Regions from separate parts of the Mus musculus genome. Here all the other regions are linked to region 1. A link is a contact called in public promoter capture Hi-C data. All regions are on one chromosome and are shown on one strand. The core of a region is the stretch at or near the end of the contact, and the rest is flanking DNA. Distances in the headings are between cores, read along the strand shown. Region 1 holds the start of Aopep (aminopeptidase O). Region 2 holds the start of Slc35d2 (solute carrier family 35, member D2). Region 3 has its middle 36 kb from the start of Gm30999. Region 4 has its middle 3.3 kb from the start of Gm30999.

The links. Promoter capture Hi-C pulls out the DNA fragments that hold promoters and counts their contacts.
Region 2: a promoter capture Hi-C map of liver shows a contact between it and region 1, with 3 times the contacts expected there. The contact joins the promoter of Slc35d2 here to the promoter of Aopep in region 1. A contact is called at or near these places in 6 of 39 promoter capture datasets (the 3T3-L1 cell line, the C10 cell line, cranial neural crest and 3 more), 1 of 484 Hi-C or Micro-C datasets (Th1 cells) and 1 of 115 datasets of contacts at active chromatin or transcription factors (pancreatic cancer cells).
Region 3: a contact with region 1 is called in a promoter capture Hi-C map of second pharyngeal arch cranial neural crest, with 4 times the contacts expected there. The contact joins the enhancer-like site here to the promoter of Aopep in region 1. A contact is called at or near these places in 8 of 39 promoter capture datasets (the 3T3-L1 cell line, cranial neural crest, frontonasal cranial neural crest and 4 more) and 2 of 115 datasets of contacts at active chromatin or transcription factors (embryonic stem cells and stem cell-derived neural progenitor cells).
Region 4: a contact with region 1 is called in a promoter capture Hi-C map of liver, with 3 times the contacts expected there. The contact joins the enhancer-like site here to the promoter of Aopep in region 1. A contact is called at or near these places in 8 of 39 promoter capture datasets (the 3T3-L1 cell line, cranial neural crest, hippocampal neurons and 4 more).

What each region holds. Positions count from the first base shown.
Region 1 is chr13:62,962,298-62,967,046 of GRCm38.p6, forward strand. Aopep (aminopeptidase O) reads left to right here and starts at 2,596. Exons shown (of 16, transcript NM_001289926.1): 1 at 2,596-2,722.
Region 2 is chr13:64,127,098-64,131,936 of GRCm38.p6, forward strand. Slc35d2 (solute carrier family 35, member D2) reads right to left here and starts at 2,233. Exons shown (of 12, transcript NM_001001321.3): 1 at 2,089-2,233. The coding sequence starts at 2,210.
Region 3 is chr13:64,018,310-64,023,115 of GRCm38.p6, forward strand. No RefSeq gene overlaps it. Among named protein-coding and RNA genes, the nearest start is that of Gm30999, 36 kb to the right of the region's middle. Within about 2 kb of position 2,917, at least 65 of the 459 cell types and tissues checked have an H3K27ac peak or open chromatin away from gene starts, as enhancers often do. A contact at or near this core is called in embryonic stem cells, hippocampal neurons and second pharyngeal arch cranial neural crest, where this site is marked.
Region 4 is chr13:64,050,517-64,055,405 of GRCm38.p6, forward strand. No RefSeq gene overlaps it. Among named protein-coding and RNA genes, the nearest start is that of Gm30999, 3.3 kb to the right of the region's middle. Within about 2 kb of position 1,940, at least 2 of the 459 cell types and tissues checked have an H3K27ac peak or open chromatin away from gene starts, as enhancers often do. A contact at or near this core is called in liver, where this site is marked.

The DNA.
Region 1 (4,749 bases), core at 1,346-3,845:
GCTCTAATCCCCTCTTCTCATAGGACTTTTCTTCCAGAATCCCACAAATATTTCAAATCCTATATTTGGGCCTTAACACTCATCCTACTTGATGATTATTAAGCCAAGACTGAGTTTCTTAAGCTTGAGGAAATTCTATTACGAAATTGCAGGCGTATGGGACTACATTTCCTACTGTGGATAGGTAGAAGAAATATAAAGTTGAAATTTTAAAATGATAAAGTAATTTATTAACATTCTCTGGCCAATCAGACGAGAAAAAATGAAAGCTTTGTTTCTCGGGAATGGTTTGTGTTTTCCTTTAGTGGCTGGAGATTTAGTGTGCCTCGAACCCAGAGATTCTGGAGTATGAAGACTTGGCACATATTATTTTTCCACTGACTACACAGACCCTCTTTACTTCCTGAGGGTTCCTCTTAGGTCAGCCTAGTGTATTAGAAAAGGCAGAATGAAAGCAGATTTTAATAAGGTTACACAATCTTTTCCTAGCCCCCCAGTGAGATCGTGTGGTTCTGCTATGAGCTGCTTCTCCCTAAAATTTATCTAAAAATCGAAGTTTCCTTCCTATGAAGAAAAAATATTGGGTGCTGGGAGATAGTCAGTAGTCTGCACCATCCATTCCTTTATTAGATTTTGTCCAGCTGAGACACACAAAAAGTTCTTTTGATTTTTCAATCTTTTCCACACGATCTCAGTGGGTGCTAGGGAAAAATTCTGTGGCCTGATAGAATAGAAGGTAGCTTGCAGTTTCAGCTGGCCAGGAAAAAAAAAAGTTTAACAAAGTAGAGTTAGCCACTATTGTGTAAGATTTTGGAGATTTGGGAGGCTGGAGAGGTGGCTCAGAGATTAAGAGCCTGAGTTTGGTTACTAGCACACACATCTGGCAGTCCATATCTGCCTGTAACTCTAGCTCGGGGGGAGGGGGTGATCAGTGCCTCTGGTTTCCATGGATACTTGCACTCATGGGCATGGATCCCCACATATACATATTTTAACAATTTTTAAAATCTTTTAAAAAGGTTTGGGAGAGTTTGTGTGGACAGATATTTTTATAACCATTTCTTTTTAAGATTGGTAGGGTGTTACACACAGGCCAGCATTTTAGTGGCCAAAATGAACTAACGAGTAGTAGGGAAGGAGAGCCCCTCTCCTTAGCCTCCTCACATGCCTCTCCTCTTAGAATTGCAAGCCTGCTGAAGGCTTGGGGATGGTAACATAAGGAGTCCAAGAAGGAAAGAGTTACGGAAAGGGGAAACTGTGTGTGTGTGTGTGTGTGTGTGTGTGTGTGGTCCTACAGTGTTGGGTAACAGGAAGGCAAAGAAGTCAGGATTGAAAGATGGAACAAACCTGGTTCTCACTATAGAGTTCAACAAATCTATTCTAGCACTCACTTTCAGTAACTTTTTTTTTTGTCTAGACTTTTATCTAATCCTTCCCACCTGTCACATCAATTTCCAAATTACCTTTTATATGTATCCATTTTTCTCCATCACATCTCACCAGTCCCTTCTTTCTGTGTGCTTCATGCCCAGCACACACAGCAGCCTGCTCTGCGTTTCAAAACTAGTTCCTGTCACTCACTCTTCCCTGGCGACAGAATCCACGCTCCTTGCTTACAGTGGCCCAGAAATGTGCTGCAGGATGGGGCCTTTGGGCCTTGTTGGTTTCACCCTGTGTTCTTCAAGGGCGCCACAAGCTGCATGTACTAGGTGCTTCTGATCCTTCTAGCTGCTTTGCTCGCAGGTCTTTATAGCCTTCCCCTCTCTTCCCAGTTAAATGAGTCTCCTCAGAGGGTATTAGACCTCCTGTAGTGAAGTGGCTCTGACTTCCTTCCATTTTTCAGAGACTTACTTCCATATGTGTACCTCTAAGAACATCCATACGAGAATTAGCTGATGTGGTGCAGCTTAACTCAGTGGTTAAGAGCATTGGCTGCTGTTGCAGAAGACCTGGGTTTGGTGTACAGCACTCACGGGGTAGCTTACAACTATCTCTGCAGCTCCAGTTCCAAGGGGGTCCATTTGTACATTCGTGTACCTAGACATACATACAATTACACACCACCCCACATACTAAATGAATTTTTAAAAAGGGAATATTCTGTTGAACTATTCAGAACTTGCTTTCTCAACCAAAGATTGTCTCTACAAAGGCAAGCACAACTGGCCCACTTTTGTAGCCGCAGATACTGTAACTGTCTGTATGGCGCATAGTATGATCTTATTTAAGGCACTGTGCTGGGATGAATATGTAAAGTCCAATCATATGCTTCAGAAATGTGGAATGAAGAATAAACAGCGCACTCAGGAAGCAGAGGCAGGCTGATCTCTGAGTTCGAGGCCAGCCTGGTCTACATAGTAGGTTCCAGACCACTCAGAACTACACAGAGAGACCTGTCTCAAAGGCAAAAACGACACATTTGTATTTCAGTGAGGCGTGCGTGTAGTTCACGCGTCTGGAGTCTTGATACCGTGGCCACTAGCAGCCCTGCGCCTGCGCAGTAGCGGCCGAGGAACTGGCCTACAGGGGGTGGGAGGGGGAAGCGGCCGACCCTGGCGCGTGTTGATGACGCAATTAGTGTTTGCCTGGTAGCCCGTGGTAACCCGGAGTCTGCGGAAGTGTAGCTGCAGCAGCACCGCAGCTGAGACAGGTAACCTGCAGCTCCGGTGTCAAGCAGCCGCTCCGGGTTATGCGGACCCACGACCTCTGGTGGGGTGAGCAGGTAGGATCCGATCCGTCTTGCCCTGTGGTGAGCCAGTGGGATCCTGTTCGCCTCTTGTGAAGCGAGGCGGTGGGATCCTGTCTGACTTGTCTGGGGCGAGCCCTTGGGATGCTGTCACATAAATTGTAGCCGCAGTATTAGCGCTCAGCACTTGCGGCGACCGCTACCTGCAAAGGTGGTGCTCATGGTAGACGGAAACCACACCGGCCAGCGGAGCGGTGCTTAGAGCTGTTTTCAAAGGTGACAACTGGGCTCGTGTTGATGCTGAATTCAATTCTGATCCCTCGTGCTTTTGTTTTGTTTCCACGTGCAACTAGCGCATTCATTTCAGAAGGGTGTGTTGTGCTCCGTGTGATTTGAGAAGGCTGCTAGTGATTTCCTAGTTGGTAAAGATTAGGTTGTCCCGTATTGGGAGCTACAGAGAATAATATTGTTTACTGTCGACTTGTCTTTTAGACTCCAGGGATTGTGCCCTGCACTTACATTTCATTGTCTCCTTAGTTCATGCAGTATTGCAAGTTATGAACTATTATGTTTGCCTTACAGAGAAAATAACTGAGGCTCAGCTCCATCAAATTGACTGGGTGAAAAATTCCCAGTAACCAAAAGCAAAGGGCAAGTTTAAATTCAAGGTTATGCATGGCTTCAAGGTCTCTCTCTCTCCTCTCCTCTTCCTCCCCTTTAAAAATAACCACCATCAGTGGTCAAATTCCAGGCTTTTTACATTAGTCATATGTGATTCCATACGTTTATTCACCCATCTGACCATATGAATTGTGTGTGTAACACACACATGCACGTGTGCAATACGTGTACGCATGTGGAGACAAGGGATAACATCAACTGTGGTTTCATAGATGCTGGCCACCGTTTTTTGTTTATGTGTTTTTGAGACAGGTTCTCTCACTGGCCTAGAGCTTGCCAGGTAGATTGGTTTAGCCAGCAACTCTTGAAAATGCCCGCCTCTATCTCCCCAGCACTGGAATCACAGACCTGAAACTTTCCACTCAGGTTCTGGGGACCGAACTTGCGTCCTCGTGCTTACACAGCAGGTGGTTTTCAGCCTGAGATGCCGCCGAAGCAGCAGCAGCAGCTGCTTCTTCTTCTTCTTCTTCTTCTTCTTCTTCTTCTTCTTCTTCTTCTTCTTCTTCTTGATTCATTTATTTATTTTATGTATATGTGTACACCAGTGCTCTCTTCAGACACACCAGAAGAGGACACCAGATCCCATTACAGACGGTTGTGAGCCACGATGTGGTTGCTGGGAATTGAAACCAGGACCAGTGGAAGAGCAGTCGGTGGTCAGTGCTCTCAACCGCTGAGCCATCTCTCCAGCCCACTGAGCTGCCTCTTAAGCCCCTATTTTGATACTTTGTAAATATGTTGTAAATTCTCATATTCTTAAAGTTAAGACATCTGGAAACATGTCTTCTTCCTACAGGCACGCGCACGCGCGCGCGCGCGCACACACACACACACACACACAGAGAGAGAGAGAGAGAGAGAGAGAGAGAGAAGAGCGAAAGCACCCTTATCTTTAATTGTGACATACATGGAAAATGATGTTGCTTTGTAAGTACCTTCTATTCAGAGATCCAAGAAATGAGTGATTTTACGTTTGCCCCCCCCCCTTTTTTTCTAGTAATGTAAATATCAATAAATAAATTAAAGGCATCAAGTGGTTTTCTTGCCTTCTTTCTTCTGGTATGCAGTCACAAACATCACTTGGCCTGTGCTGAAATGTGATGACTTCCTCAGAACCTTTGCTGTCTCTGACTCCCCAGGTGCTTTGCATTTGCGTCTGCCGGGCTTCCCCCCCCCCCCCCCCCCCCGTGTACCAAAGGACATTTAAAAATCCATTGTTTCTTACTTATTGTTGGATTAAGTAAGGCCATTTTTGGTTCAACTTATATTAGTAGCATACCCAAAGAAGAAACACCTGGGCTTTCAGTCTTTTCTAAAGGAAGAAAATTTTCTGTGTTCAGAAAGGTGGATTTAAGTTGATAAGAAAGAGCTTGATAGGAAGA
Region 2 (4,839 bases), core at 983-3,482, 1.2 Mb after region 1:
GGTGGTGAGCCAACTTACGGGTGCTGGGAACCAAACTGAGTCCTCTGCAGGAGCAGTCAATGCTCTTAACTACAGAGCCATTTCTCCAGCCCCTTTGCATTTTATTTTACTTTGAACCAAGGTCTCTGATGGCTCAAGATGACCTTGAACTTGATAGATCTTGCTGCTTCCACCTCCCAAGTGACAGGTGTCCACTACTGTGTAGTGCTAGAGATTGAATCCAGTTTTTTGCATGCTAGGCAAACACTACCAACAGCCTCACCACCACCCTGACATTTTCTTTTTCCGTTATGACCTCACACTTTATGTACATACTATATGTTAATACTATATGTATTAACTGGCTTAAGTGTATATTCATTTTACTTAGCATACTGTTTGTGGGGTTTTTTTCATAAATATTTATTTTTATTCATTTGCTTGTGAGAGGGTGTTAGATCCCCTGGAGTTGAAGTTATAGGTAGCTGTGAACAAACCCATATGAATACTAGGCTTTGAAGATGGTTTGGTGGGGAAAGGGGCTTGCTGCCAGGCCTAACAAACTGAATCCATCCCTGAGACCCACACAGTGGAAGGAAAAAACTGACTCTTGAAAGTTGTCCTCTGACCTATACACACACACACATTCAATGGCATTCAATGGCTTATTGCTGGTACACTAGGATGTGAAATTAAGGCGTTTTGTTTTGTTTACCTGTTCTATTCACTTCAGTTACCTATGTGCCTGAGAATATGGCTGTCACATCCTGAGCACACACTGTCATTAAATTTATGAAGGCTCTGTCCCCGCCCTCCTGTAAAGTTCTCCTGGGGGTCTTCTTGGTACTTGGTCACTCCCTTCCAGTCATCTAGCCAAGTTGACTTTCTCTCTGCTCTTCCAGGAAGCCAAGCTCTTGCTGCTCTCTTCTGCCTGATGTTCTGGCCCCAACCTCTGACCCTCTTCTCTCTTGGGTCACATCTGCAATGCTTTATCAGTTCTTGAACCTGTTTGTTGTTGAAGTAGAACTTCCATCGAAGATGTTCCACATGGTCTATACCATTTTTTCCACAACATACCATGGGATCAGCATAGTAGGTACTCAATAGTATCTGTTGGACTTACAACTTGTGGACCCGATATGGATCTGAGTTTTCCCAAATATAAGACAAAAAAAAAAAAGCAGAACTGTGGGGTTTACAAAGAGCCCTGGGTTGTGGCAGCTCAGGCAAGGCCCTAGGAGGTTAATACCATGCTTATAGTCAGCTAGGTTCTGCATCTAAGGAAAATGCTAAGTATGGCCAGGGAGCAATCACCCCTGGGGCCAGATTTAAAACCACAGTTCTCTCCGGATTCAACCACAGAGTAGAATTAAATAGGATATTATTATAGTCTTTACAAATAAGTTCAAAGAAGCACAGAGTTGCTGGTGCATTCCACTCTGATCTTAAAAAAAAAAAAAAAAAAAAAAAAAAAAAAAAAGCTGATCTTGTAAACTTCTAGTTGTTCTGATTATCCAGAAATACGATGGTTATTTGAGAATGGATGATTAGCCTATATAAACAAACCACACAAGTCCAGATGTAATCGGTGGAACATGCATTTTTGTTTTGTTTCGTTTGTTTTGCTTGGAGCTGGAGATGTATCTCAGTGAAAATGAAAAGCCTTGGGTGGCTTCCTCTGTACAAAACAGGTGTGGTGTCACACATGGAAGGTGGAGACAGGAAAACTATTAGGTAGTCCAGAAGTTAACCTGGGGTGCATGAAATCCTGTCTCAAAAACACCACGAAGATTAAAAGGTAATGATTTGCTCAAAATACATTTATGTTTATGATGTTGTAACCTGTAATAACAGCACTAGAGAGGCTCAGTCATGAGGATTTGAGTTCGAGGCCAGCGTGAACTATCTGATGAATGCCTGTCTTAAAATAAGTCGTCACTTTTTTCTCAGTTGCTGAACTTACTTAATGCTTGCAAAGGTGGCTTTTAAGTTCAGCTGGTGTATGTTCTTGATCCCAAGTGGACTTTGTTGGGTAGTGACTTGGTAAAGGCAGAGCACACTCGGCTTTCCAAGCCCCGGCCACCCTGCATCCCTCATAACCAGCCTCACCCGTATGTGGTCAGCAGCGCCTTGTTGACCAGCACGATGAGGAAGGAGCATGTGCCATAGAAGAGCGCCGACAGCAGCCTGGCCAGGCGAGAGGGCAACGGCGCCGCGTTGGGCTCCTCCATCTCTGCCCTCCGCCGCCCGGCCCAAACCCAGCCCGCGGTCCCGCCCCCAGCGGCCCGGGAAGAGGGTGCGGCAGGAACAGGAAGAGCCTGGGCGCGAACTCCGACCACGGCCCGCCCCGCACCCCGCACCCCGCACCCCCGCACCACGCACTGGTGCTTCTAGTGCGCTCTCTCCTTGGAGGTGTCCACCTCCCGGGAAAGCCGAAAAACTGCCTTAGCCGGCACCCCCAGAAAGGCTGAGGTTCGTTTCCGTTTTTGTTTGTTTGTTTTTAAAAAGTATAATTTATGTCCTACGGGACGCGCCTGATTAGTGAGTTACAGATGCGTTCTTGACAAATGAACAGAACCAAGCAAACACGTAAATCTGAGTACAACATCCCCACAAAGGGCAAGAGTCCCCCTGAGTACTTAGGGTGTATCAGCTGTGGTGCTGGGCTACACCTCCCTGCGTGTGTTCAGAGCGCCCCCATCTACCCCGGTGGTTGGCATGATGGTAATTCCCAATTTACAACTATTACTAAAAATGCTTCCAGGCATACTTCAAGACAAGTGCTCGTGCGGAACGCTTCTGTTTCTCGTTCATAAATGCCTAAGACTGGCATCCACCATAAATGCCATGTATTCGGCTTCTCTTCCTCTGGACACTTTTGGTAAATTCAGGCCTCCCTCACAAAAGGCCCACTTCTCCCTAGGACAGCAGCCCCAGGATCCCTGGTTCTTGTGAATAAAAGCTCAAAGCTGTAGAACGACTCTCAAGTTTGTTCTCATGTTCAGATGTATTGCACTTTGATCAGTATTAACTTGCATTCCACAGCCAAAATAGTGTTTTTTTGAGTTCTGACTGCACACACCAGTGTTAGGTCCAAAGGGCTCCTCATTCCGTGGCCAAAGCGCAGGCTCACTGACTTGGTTCAAAATTGAGTATAGGCCCAGCTCAACCTGGACCATGGGAAGATTCCTGGCAGTTGGATAAATGCCAGCAGAAACAAACAATCCATAGCTTAGGGGAGATCAGCGGCTTGGTTTGGATAGGAGAACATGGAGGTGTCCCCGGTCCATCTGTGTGTATCTCTTCTGGGTGTTCTGCATTGGGGGTATTGAAGGGGCACAGAAAACTGCCAACATGACCATTCTCTCCATCATGTACCACTGAGGTGTGTTGTAGGTTAAGAAAAAGTACCCACACCGGGCGTGGTGGCGCACGCCTTTAGTCCCAGCACTTGGGAGGCAGAGGCAGGCGGATTTCTGAGTTCGAGGCCAGCCTGGTCTACAGAGTGAGTTCCAGGACAAGCCAGGACTATACAGAGAAACCCTGTCTCGAAAAAAAAAAAAAAAAAAAAGAAGAAAAAAAAAAGTACCCAGAGCAGAAGGAGAAAGAAGATGGGGCTGGTGAGATGGCTCAGTGGGTAAGAGCACCCGACTGCTCTTCCGAAGGTCCAGAGTTCAAATCCCAGCAACCACATGGTGGCTCACAACCATCTGTAACAAGATCTGACTCCCTCTTCTGGTGTGTCTGAAGACAGCTACAGTGTACTTACATATAATAATAAATAAATCTTTAAAAAAAAAAAAGAAAGAAGATGGACTTGCAAGCAGTCTAGGCATGGCCAGGGAAGTGGGAGGGGATAGTGGAGATAGCAAGAGAGAGAACAGAACATAGAGAGCACTAGGAGAGAGCAAGAGAACAGGAAAAGAGAGTAACAGGTTATAAAGGGGATGAGGAGCTGGAGGGGACATGGCAGGCAGGAGACTAGGTAGAGACTGAGGGAGCCTGGAGGCCTATGCATCACAGAAACATGTCAATGGAGCCACACGTCCCTTCTGAGGAATGCTGGCTTTTATCTTACTGCCAAAATCCTCCTATAGTCCAGGTTGAGTTGGGCCTAGACTCAATTTTGGTGCCCTTTTGATCAGTGCCCTTTTGAGGGAAACTGGGGTACTCTTTGGACCTGACAATCAGGGCAGGGAAACCTTGAAAGATCAACCAAAAACAACTCAGGTGAAAAGAAAACCTAATGGGTCCTTCGAAGGATGATTCTAAACACCACACCCTTGAATAAAAGGAAATCTCCACTCATTACCCTAATTTAAGACCTGAGATAGGGCTGGCAATATTTAATATTAACTACACCAGAACCTCATTCATCTTTGCTAACCAGGTTAGCAAAGTATAGAAGACACTTGCTACCAAGCTTGAAGCCCTGAGTTTGATCCTTAGAACCTACACGTTGGAAGGAGAGACCAATTACAAAAGTGATCCTCTGGCTATCTATCTCCACACGAGCCATATAGCACATGCACTTGTGTGTGTGCACACACCCAAACACTGCATAACAAATGTTTTTCTTTTTCAATTAACTCCACTAATGTAGTTTAATAAAAAAATAAAATAAAAAGGACATGAGTGCTCTTAGGTATGATGGTTTGTTGTAGACAAAAGGAAGATATAGCCAGAGGCAGAGACATCTGGGAGGGTCCAGAATAAACATGACCCTGAACCATGCCCAAGTGAGGAGAGGGAGGGAGAGGGAAAAGCCAGGAGACTAAAAGGCCAAAATGTCTGTATTATATAGGGAAAAGCAACCCAGCTTCTGACTGGAGAGTTCAGGGTAGGGGCAGGGTATGCCAA
Region 3 (4,806 bases), core at 1,667-4,166, 1.1 Mb after region 1:
GACCCATCCTGCATCTCCATTTCTTCCTAGAAGTCCTGGTTCTATTTCTCAACATTGGCACTTCCTTTTCACTCCCTACTCAATGTGGCTCTGTGTGTCCAACATGTAAAACAACAACACCTCCTCTGGCTACATCAGTCCACGCTAAATGGGAAATGAAGATGACCTTCACCTCTATGCTAACCTGAATTGGGTTTGCTGCTCTTTGAGCAAACTCCCAAACACATAAAAAAGCAGACAGTAAATTGAGCGAGAATGTCCCCTTCCTGCAAAAATCTGCTGTCAATAACTCGATACCGGACCCATGTCTAACAGCGCTCACAGTGTGAGAAGGCATATGGTGGGCGGGCCTTGGCGTTGGGTTTCTCACCCCCCCCCCATCATTACTATTTTTGGTAAGCAGTAATTCACACAGTTTTCTAGAAGGTTTTTTTTTGTGTGTATGTGTGTGTGACTTGGCTGTGATGTGAGACAGATGGTCTTGGGATGTTCCCACTGAGGGTGCCCCTGGGAGCTCGGTTCCCGGGCTGCTCAGCTCTCCTCTCTCAGTGGGGAAGCATGCAGCTGCTTTTCTGGAGGAGCTTGGCCACCTTCTGATCTTGACGACTCTTTTTCTACAAGTACATATGCAAGACACCAGAGTGACTTGACTTAGGCAATGGCAGGAAGGTTGCCCAACCAGCAGGAACTACAGATGTAAAATATAAAACAGTCCTATAGATTAATCTAGACTGGGAACAGCGGACTGTACAGAGGATGCTCCCCCACGACAGCAAGCAGTCCCAGAAGAAAGGCATTTGCTGGATATTTTTCCTTTGGCCCTTGATAGTTTCTTAAAAGACTGTGAAAGGTGGGCCTATTTCTACCACCAATCTGACCCTGGTCCCCAGGTCCCTTTTGGCCACCTCCCCAGCTCTACCCACTAATCTCTCACCTGGATATTGTGGCGACTTTCTGAAGGATCTATTTGCCTTAAGCATTTCTTCATTTCAGTATAACCAGCTCATGCCAGTTCTATGCTCAAAGCAAAGCCTTTTATGAGCCATTTCATCCTGGCCAGAGTCTGTCATCTAGACACAGATTATAGAACCATCCATCAGTCTATTTTCTACAAGCTACACACTTTTAAGCAGAGACCTGAGGACAAAAGAGAGGTGGAGTGAGTGGAAAACTGAGGAAACACAGCCTAGGCAATAGGGAAAGATATGAAGTCTCTGAAGCTTGGGAGAGCTTTGACAAATAGGAGATTCCAAGAAGCCGGTGCTGCTGGCAGATCATAAAGGAATGAGGTATGGTGGGTCAGAATGGGGCGAGAATGAGAGTCTGTGGTGGTTTGGATAAATGCACCAAGAGGACCATGTCCTAAAATCTCCATCAGCAGTCCAAGGCCCTATAACAAGGTAGGAGAACCTTTTAGAGGTAGAGCCTAGTAGAAGAAGGAAGTTGGGACATTAGTGATGCATACATGGGGCCCAGACCTCTCCTGACTCTCTCTCTCTCTCTTTTAAGCTGTCAGAAGGTGAGCAGCTGTTCTCCTCCACGCTCTACATAATTAACCTTCTGGCAAGATCCCCATGTTATTTGCCACAGCAGTAGTAGTCTTACTGATAATAGCCATAGATCTGTTCATGGCAGCTAATGAGAAGAGCTTGGCTATCTAGGCCCCGAAGAGTGTCATGTCTCATACAAGCCAGTCCATCTTCTGTTGGAAGATCCCAGTGGCAGCTGAGAGGAGAATGGATTTAAAAAGAGGATAAGACAAGAGGGAAGAGTGGCAAATAGTCCCGGAACAAAAATAATAGAGGATTACAGGGAACTGGCTTCCATGAAGGCAAAGAGCCAGGATGGTGGATGCCTAAAGATAACCAGGAAGAATTTTCTGGTGGATTGGGTGGATGAGGTATAAAGTAGATCGATTAATTCTTGGGTCTCTGCCAGGGCCAGTGGGAGAGGGTGATTAGTTTGACAAAAATAGTAAAGGGTTGTGGAGAAATCCAGGCTCCAGGAAGCTGCCTTGATCTTGGTTCTGGATGTAGGAAGATAGCTGGTGGAAGTATCCAGAAGGTGGTTAGCTATGCTCTGAGATGGAAGTAGAAATCTGAAAGCTGTTGGCCCACGGGTAGCTTTCCAAGTCATGATAATGAGAGAGCACAGATCAGGGCAGCTCAGCACTAAGACTCTAGCTAGCTATCCTGCCTACAGCGGAGCATGCTGCTTAACCCATAAGACTGTGTCTCCAGGTATGGACCAGACTTCCCCAAATCCCCTCTCTTATTAATCACAAGAGCTTCTTCATGCTGCCTTTTCCAACATGCCTTAAGCTTCTTCAAGGACTTGTTTTGAAAAATTGGTTTTGAGATCTAAAGTGTAGGCAAAGCTTAGTAATAACCAGCAGGGTGTAATCTTAGAAACCCCAAATGGTTCCCAGTTACCAGGGTGATTTCCAGGTCCCCATGTCCCACACAGGAACTGTGATGGGGACTAAGAGTAGAGCTAGCTCTCCTCAGGAGAAAAGCAGACCACCTGTCCGATCGCATGCGATACCAGTGCCCAGACGTCCCGCTCCTCCTTGGAGACATCTCTCCACACAGGGCGGCCTCAGAAAGACACTCTATATGGTGATCACAAGCCAGGCTAGAAAGGATCCCGGCTGGAAGGACGTGCTGAAAGCAGCAGAGAGAGATTGATGTGCAGCCGAGCCGCCCCAGGCATGTGTTCGCCATCTGTCAGGCGGAGGGAGCCCTGCCAGCCCTACATGGTTATTCACTACTAAAAGAATATTCTTTAGTTTGACTGACACCCTGGGCAGCCTTCACCAAGATGGTTGGGCTCTGGGATCCAGATGGGACTGAGGGGCCTCTACTCTCCTGAGGGAGATGCCTCCCTCTGGAGGGCTGGGCCACCCAGGGTACACAGAGGGGGAGGGCTCTCCAGGGCCTGTAAGGAGGGTGTGGCTTGGCTCAGAATGGGCAGGCCTAGGCCTGAGCTGGGACTTTTATGTGTGACTGGGCTTCAAAGATGAGGGAGAGACTGTAAGAATGCTCTTCACACATTAGCCCTACTCCCTCTCCCCCCACCCCATAGAATCCTAAAGAGAACACTAATGCCAGGCTTAGGTCACCTCCCACAGTGAAATAATCAAGTTTAGGCTTTTCTTGAGGAAAAAAAAAATATATATATATATATATATAGTCTCATCCATTAATTTTAAAGCAGACAAGAATAGGCACATGGACCCTTTTCAGTACTAGGCCTGTTAATTTCGCTGAGCATTCAGGTTTCCCTCCCTGAAGAGACCCTCCTCCAAGAAAGACTATATGTTTTCCTTCCCGCTGAACACAACCAAACCCAAGCAACTACTTCAAACCACAAAATGTGGACAGATCCGAGCTATGCCATCTCCAGACAGAAACCAGTCAAAGCCAGCATGTGCCTGGCCATGTATCTTTTCCTCTGTCACATCAAGTTCCAGAGAAGTCATTCCATAAGCCTGGGCCCCAAGCAGACTTTACCTAGAGCAGAATAGTAAGCAGCCTGCCTTCCTACCTTCTTCATGTTTTCCTGCCTTCTTTCCCTTCTGCCTGCCTGCCTTCCTGCCTTCCTCTTGTCTTCCTGCTTTCTTCCTATCTGCCTGCCTTCTTCCTGCCTCCCTTCTTCCCTCCCTTCCCCCTTCTTCCTTCTTCCCTTCTTTCTTTCCTTCTTTCCTTACTTCCTTCTTTCCTCTTTCCCTCCCTCTCTCCCTCTCCCTCTCCCTCCTTCTTTCCTCCCTTCCTCCTTTCCTAGCTACTTAGCCCAGAGGTCACAATCCTCCTGCCTCTGGCTTCTGAATGTTGAGACCCCACATCTTACGTTCTTTGTGAACCACTGAGATTTGGGGTCTGGTTATTTATGTAGCAAATCCTAACTTACTCTGACAGGTAGGTGCACCCATTCCTGTTGCCACCACGATCTCTCACACATGCTTTATGGTATTCTGGAGGCTGGGGAAAAAATACCCTTGAAGCTACAAAACTGAAAGGCAAACCAAAGGAGGTCAAACTCGAGCTTAGTGTAATGTCAGATTTTCACAATTAAGTGAAGCACCAGCCCTGGGATCATTCTGGGTCTTAGGCAGAAATGAGCAAAACTTCAAATCCCAGACCAAAAAAAAAAAAAAAAGTCTCAGGCTGGGAAGATGGCTGCTGAAGCATCAGGACTCACATAAAAAGCTGGGAGTGGCTGCATGTGTGCCTCTGACCTTAATCCTGTGAGGAGCACAGACAGGAGAATCGCTGGGGCTTGCTGGTCTCCAGTTTCAGTGGAAGACTATCTCAGGAGAATAGGGCAGAAAGTGATAGAGGACACCAGACATCCTCTTCTGGACTCCATGTATGCACCATGCATACCTTCATAACATAAAGAGAGAGGTGGGGGAAGGGATAAAGGGGGAGGAGGAAGGAGAGGGATAGAGACAGTGAAGGTAGGAGAGGAAGAGAGAGAGGGAGGGGGAGCTGAAGAGATGGAGATTCCGGGCAAGACTTGCCAGAATGTATTATCCCTCAGTTATTTAATAAACAGCTCTTAGCTTCGTCCGTGACTGTTTTTATCATCAGACTGAATCTAATCTCTCTAAAGATAGATTGGCAAAAAAGCAAGTGTTAGCATTTGTGCTTAATTTGGTAAGTGAAAAAAGAAAGAATTCTGCTCCATTGAGTCATTCCAGGCTCATCTGAGTCCTTCCAAGCAGGAGTACTCCCACCACCTCTCAAAACAGGAAGCCGGACCAGGACGCTGAGACGGGCCAGTGGCTGGATCACTTGCCCTTTG
Region 4 (4,889 bases), core at 690-3,189, 1.1 Mb after region 1:
CCACCTTGGGGTGGGGGGAGAGGAAGGGGAGGAAGAATAAATCAATTTAGTAAGAAACTCAAAGAAAAGTCAACTTACCATGAGTAAAGGACGGTTAATCCTGAGAGGTGGCTCTTTTTTCTCCTTTTTTTCCCCCTATAGTTTCTGACCTATCTACTTGTTAGTAACTAGGAAATTTACCTTTTAAATATGGTTTTAAAATCACTTTTTAAAACCTATTTGCAATCTAACCAAAAAAGAAAGATTATGAAACCAACCTTCTCCTGAGTGATGTGGTGAGCTCAATCCAGAGAGACGAAGAGACTGTCCACTCTTACCACTGTCAGGCTTCTTATTAGAATCTATGCCACCTAAACAGGTCCTGTCATGTTCTCCTTTCCTGTCCCTTCTTGTAATGAATGCACGCACGCACACACACATCCCTCACCTGCTTTAAAATCTTGAGAAAGAAATTGAAGAACATCCTCTCCATTAAGTCAGACCCAACAGTGAATTTTCTAAAGGACTAGGTAGGAGCAACACCACAGTTTCTCTACAAGACCATTAGAGGGCATTGTGGAGCCAGGACTCAGAAAACTCAAAGCCTACTGGCCGACTACAGAGAAGCCTGCCTTTGGCCTCAGAGGAAGCACAACCTGGTAAGTCCTTCTGGCCCCAGGATGGCAGTCAGCTTTCTCTGGCCAGAACTAACTAGTTGTCTTTGAAATGGAGTCCTCTTCTTCCCGAGCAGGTGGGTCCAACCTGCAGCCTCAAGAACATGTGTTCCAGCAACCCTAATAATACATCCTGTAGACCACAATGTCATTAGTTCTTTCTCAGTGTGACAAAACATAACACCTGAGATAACCCACTAAGAAGGGCACATAATTGTATTCCATGATCAATTGGCCTCATTGTTTTCAGACCTGTGGCCAGGAAGAAAACCATGGTGTGTGCATGGCCTCAGAAGGAACTACATACTTTCGCAGCCAGTGGGAAGCAAAGAGAAAGGCGTGAAGAGACTAGTGGTACTAGTCTCACTAGTCCTACCTCTTAAATGCCCTATTACTTCCCAATAGCACCACAGGATGGGGACCAAACTTAACATGTGTGTCTTTGAGGACATTTACCCAAACCATAGTAAGTATGCTTTTCTACTAATGTTATAAAACATTGACCAAAACTTAGGGGAGCAAAGGGTTTATTTCACCTTTCAGAACCCAGGTCATACTCAATCACTGAAGGAAGTCAAGACAGGGCCACAAGGCAGGAACCTTGAGGCAGGAACTGAAGCAGAGACCATGGAGGTGAAAGACTCTGAGAGGAGCCCCTCGCTCAGGCCTCATAACAATAGCAGACACCCAAGAACTCACGATAGACCAAGCTTGATGCAAACCACATGAGGTTTATTCAGGGAAAGCCAGAGCTCTGGGGATGACTCATATCCCACGCAGGGGTAGAGGAGTCGACCTCGAGGGGAAAGAGGTCCCAGTTTTTATAGGCCCTCAGGGGAGAAAGGAGAAGCGGGGAGTAGGGGATTTCCAGATCTAAACAGTGTCTATTCTCAAGAAATGGGTATGGGAGGGGTACAAGGAAAGAGTCTGGTGCAGGTGTATCAACTCAGGATTGGCCAGGCTGTGGTTGCTGGGGAGATTTTCTGACTCTTTCTCAGCAACCAATATCACAAACACCTGGCAATGGGTTTCATCAGTGGGCACACACATGAGTCAAGGAACGGTCAAAACATTGGCAGACACACAGGTTCAAGGAGTGGCCAGAGCATTGTGCACCTCTATTTTTCTAAATCAGTGAAGCTAGTTCTGCTAACAGTGACATCTATCTTGCCAATTTCAGGGCTTCTGTGACCTTTTACATTCTGTCAGGATCTTTCAGAGGCAAGCAGCTGATTGACATGCCCAGTGTGTTTTTTGACCACTTGTCAAGGGTGACATTAACCACAGTAGACTCGTCTCTCTCACATCAATGATTAATCGAGAAAATGCTTTACAGAAATATACACAGGTCAGTGTGACTAAAGCAATTGCTCAACTGAAGTTCCTTGTTCCCAAGTGACTTCAGCTTGTGCCAAGCTGACAATAAATAAATAAATAAATAAATAAATAAATAAATAAATAAACACAGTACAATTAATTCCTTTTCAATTTGATACACAAATGTATCACTATTAAGTCATAACCTTTCCTTCCTTGTTTATCCCAGGATTGTGTTACTATCACAACATAAAAACAGTATAACTTAAAAAACCCCAGTCTTTAAAAACTTTGGTGATTAAAACATTCAAGTTATCAGCAAGGCGTGCTGGTGCACATCTTTAATCCCAGCACTGGAGAGGGAGGCAGAGGCAGGCAGATCTCTGAATTCAAGGCTAGCCCAGTCCACAAAGCAAGTTCCAGGACAGCCAGGGCTGCAGAAAAACTCTGTATTGAAAAACAAAAATCAAACAAACAAAAAAGCCAAACAAACAAAAAATATCAAGTTATCTTTAAATATCCAAAATTCACTTAACTGTGGCCTCTTTTGCTGGGTCTGGCAAGGCTTCCGAAGGGACAATATGACAAGGTTCCCCACCCACCTCCTCTGGAGCAGAGCCAGAAAGATGTGGATCTCCTCAAGAGCTGACAGATGCTCTAAGTAGAAAGCTTGTGTGCATAATAATGTACATGCTTTTCTCATGTTCCTCCTTCAGAGAACGCTCTCCCCGCGGCATGATTCCAGGAAGTGAGAATGTGTCTCAAGATCTTCAGAAAAGCCCTGAAGGCTGTGGGAAAGAACTCCGAAAACATGAATACACAAATCAGTATAAAGAACTGTTCTTTACAGGGTTTCTCAACTAGGCAATATAAGGATGCCATATGAATTGTATGAGGGGCTTCATGGACCCAAAAGAACAGAGGCAGCTGCACTAGTGAGTCAGCTTAGTCAGAAAGATATTAAAGGAGACATGACTTGGTCAATAGAGGAAAAAACCTTGATCACAAAAGAGAAAGGAATAGTTTAAAAAAAAAAACAAGGCTCAGATAGACAGTTATACAATATTAGTGGTAAATGGTGGTCTCCTCCCCAGAAGCCATCAACAACTAAATTTGATCCAGATATTCTACTCCCTGAAGGAGGTAGTTATATGTGCAATCCAAATAGAGGTGGGGAGAGACAAAAGGTCTGGTATCAAGAAAAAAGATGATAGCTTAATAATATTCCTTTCTGGGATTGCTTAATACTTTCCAATAATAAGCTTTGGAGTTGCTGAGATAAAAATGAAAAAAATCCAAAGATTAAAAGAATATATTGAGGTAGCTAAGAATTATAAAAATGAGCTTCAGTGCTGCTTACATCAGCACAAAACAAGAGAGGGCTTTTTTTTTTTTTTTTTGCAAAAAAAATTGTAAAAAGCATTATACTAAAAGCTAACTTTCTCACATAAAACCAGACTCTATCTCTAGCCTTGGCAACCACAAGTGCTGTGCCTATCGAAATGCATAGGTCTTACTTTTTTTTTTTTTTAAGTGCTTGCTGTCTGGTTCATTTGCCTTGAATGTGCTTTGTATTTCTAAGAGTCAAGGGGCTAAGGTCATTAAATGCTGATTTGTGGAGTGATCAAAGTGGAGCCTGGGTAAATGATTAAACTGATATGCAATCTCTAAGGAAGTAGCTTATGCAAATAAAAGACTGTGCTTTGGTCTGCAAAAGAGAGCTATCTCAGCAGATCACAGAGCTGTCAGTTTGCATCCATCACTGACTCCAAGTCCTTCTTCAGCTGCTTCCATTCACCTCAGGACCTCCTTTCAAGCTGAGGCTGGAACTTGAGGCTCTTAAAAAAAAAAAAAAGTTTCTTATATCAACAAGGAAGACCAAGGGCACAGTTACAGTAGCTCAATTCAAATGGAAGATTCAACAGTATAAAAAAGCTCAGTGTCCTGCATCTGGGACTCACACACAATCTGATTTCAAATGGCTCGGGTGGTTCCACATCTCTGGCTGTGGCATCCAGAATATACACTGCTTGCTCACTCTCTTCTCGGTGGTCATCTCTAATACGCTGGGGTCTCCACCACAACTGAGGCTGTACCTTCACCAATGTCCACCTTGCCTCTCCTCAGGAACCCTGACCCTACTACATGGTGCCTGCCTAGCGTGGGAATTTCTTGTTTCTTTGGAAAGTCAGTTATGTCAAATGATGTTTTGCTGGGGCACACAAGTAAAAGGATGTTTTGCCGAAGCAGACATGTGAAAGAGTGTTTTGCTATAGCAGACATGTGATGAAGGAATATAAATATGACCCCACAGACAGTGGGAGTTTGAGCACTTGTTTGCTTTGCTCTGTCTCAATATTCTTCACTAACAACACACAAGTATTGGTTCTTACATTGTGTCGCTGAGCTCCGCTTATGAAAACTCCATTGAGAGAAACTTGCCAAAGAACTTCTGGTGAGGTTCCTGTGGCTTCTTGCTGCTTCCACAGCCTTAGACCAGTTGGTGAGCCTTGTGGTTTCTTCTGGATTGAACTGCCCTTGCTGGTTCATGTGTGGCGATTGTCAACTGGACTGGACTGCAGCTGCTGGTTCATATTTGGTGTTGCTACTGGTCTGAACTGCTGATATCTTGACAACAAAGACTGAACTCTCCCTCAAAGAACTATTTCTAAACAGGTCTTCCCTCATGTCCTAATAACTTTTCTCTTCAACTACCTCTGTTGAGTGGTAGGCTAGAGGAGAGTTTGAAGTCTTTTTAAAGTAGTTTGAGAAAATTTTACGCTTATACCAACCCTTAGCTTCTCTCCATGACATCCTTCAAGCTTGTAGCTTCCATGATGTCAAAACCAGTAATACCCTGTAGGGAAACTCTTACACAATCCAGATTCAGCTGTCAATTTGGAATGTAGCCTTGGGTCC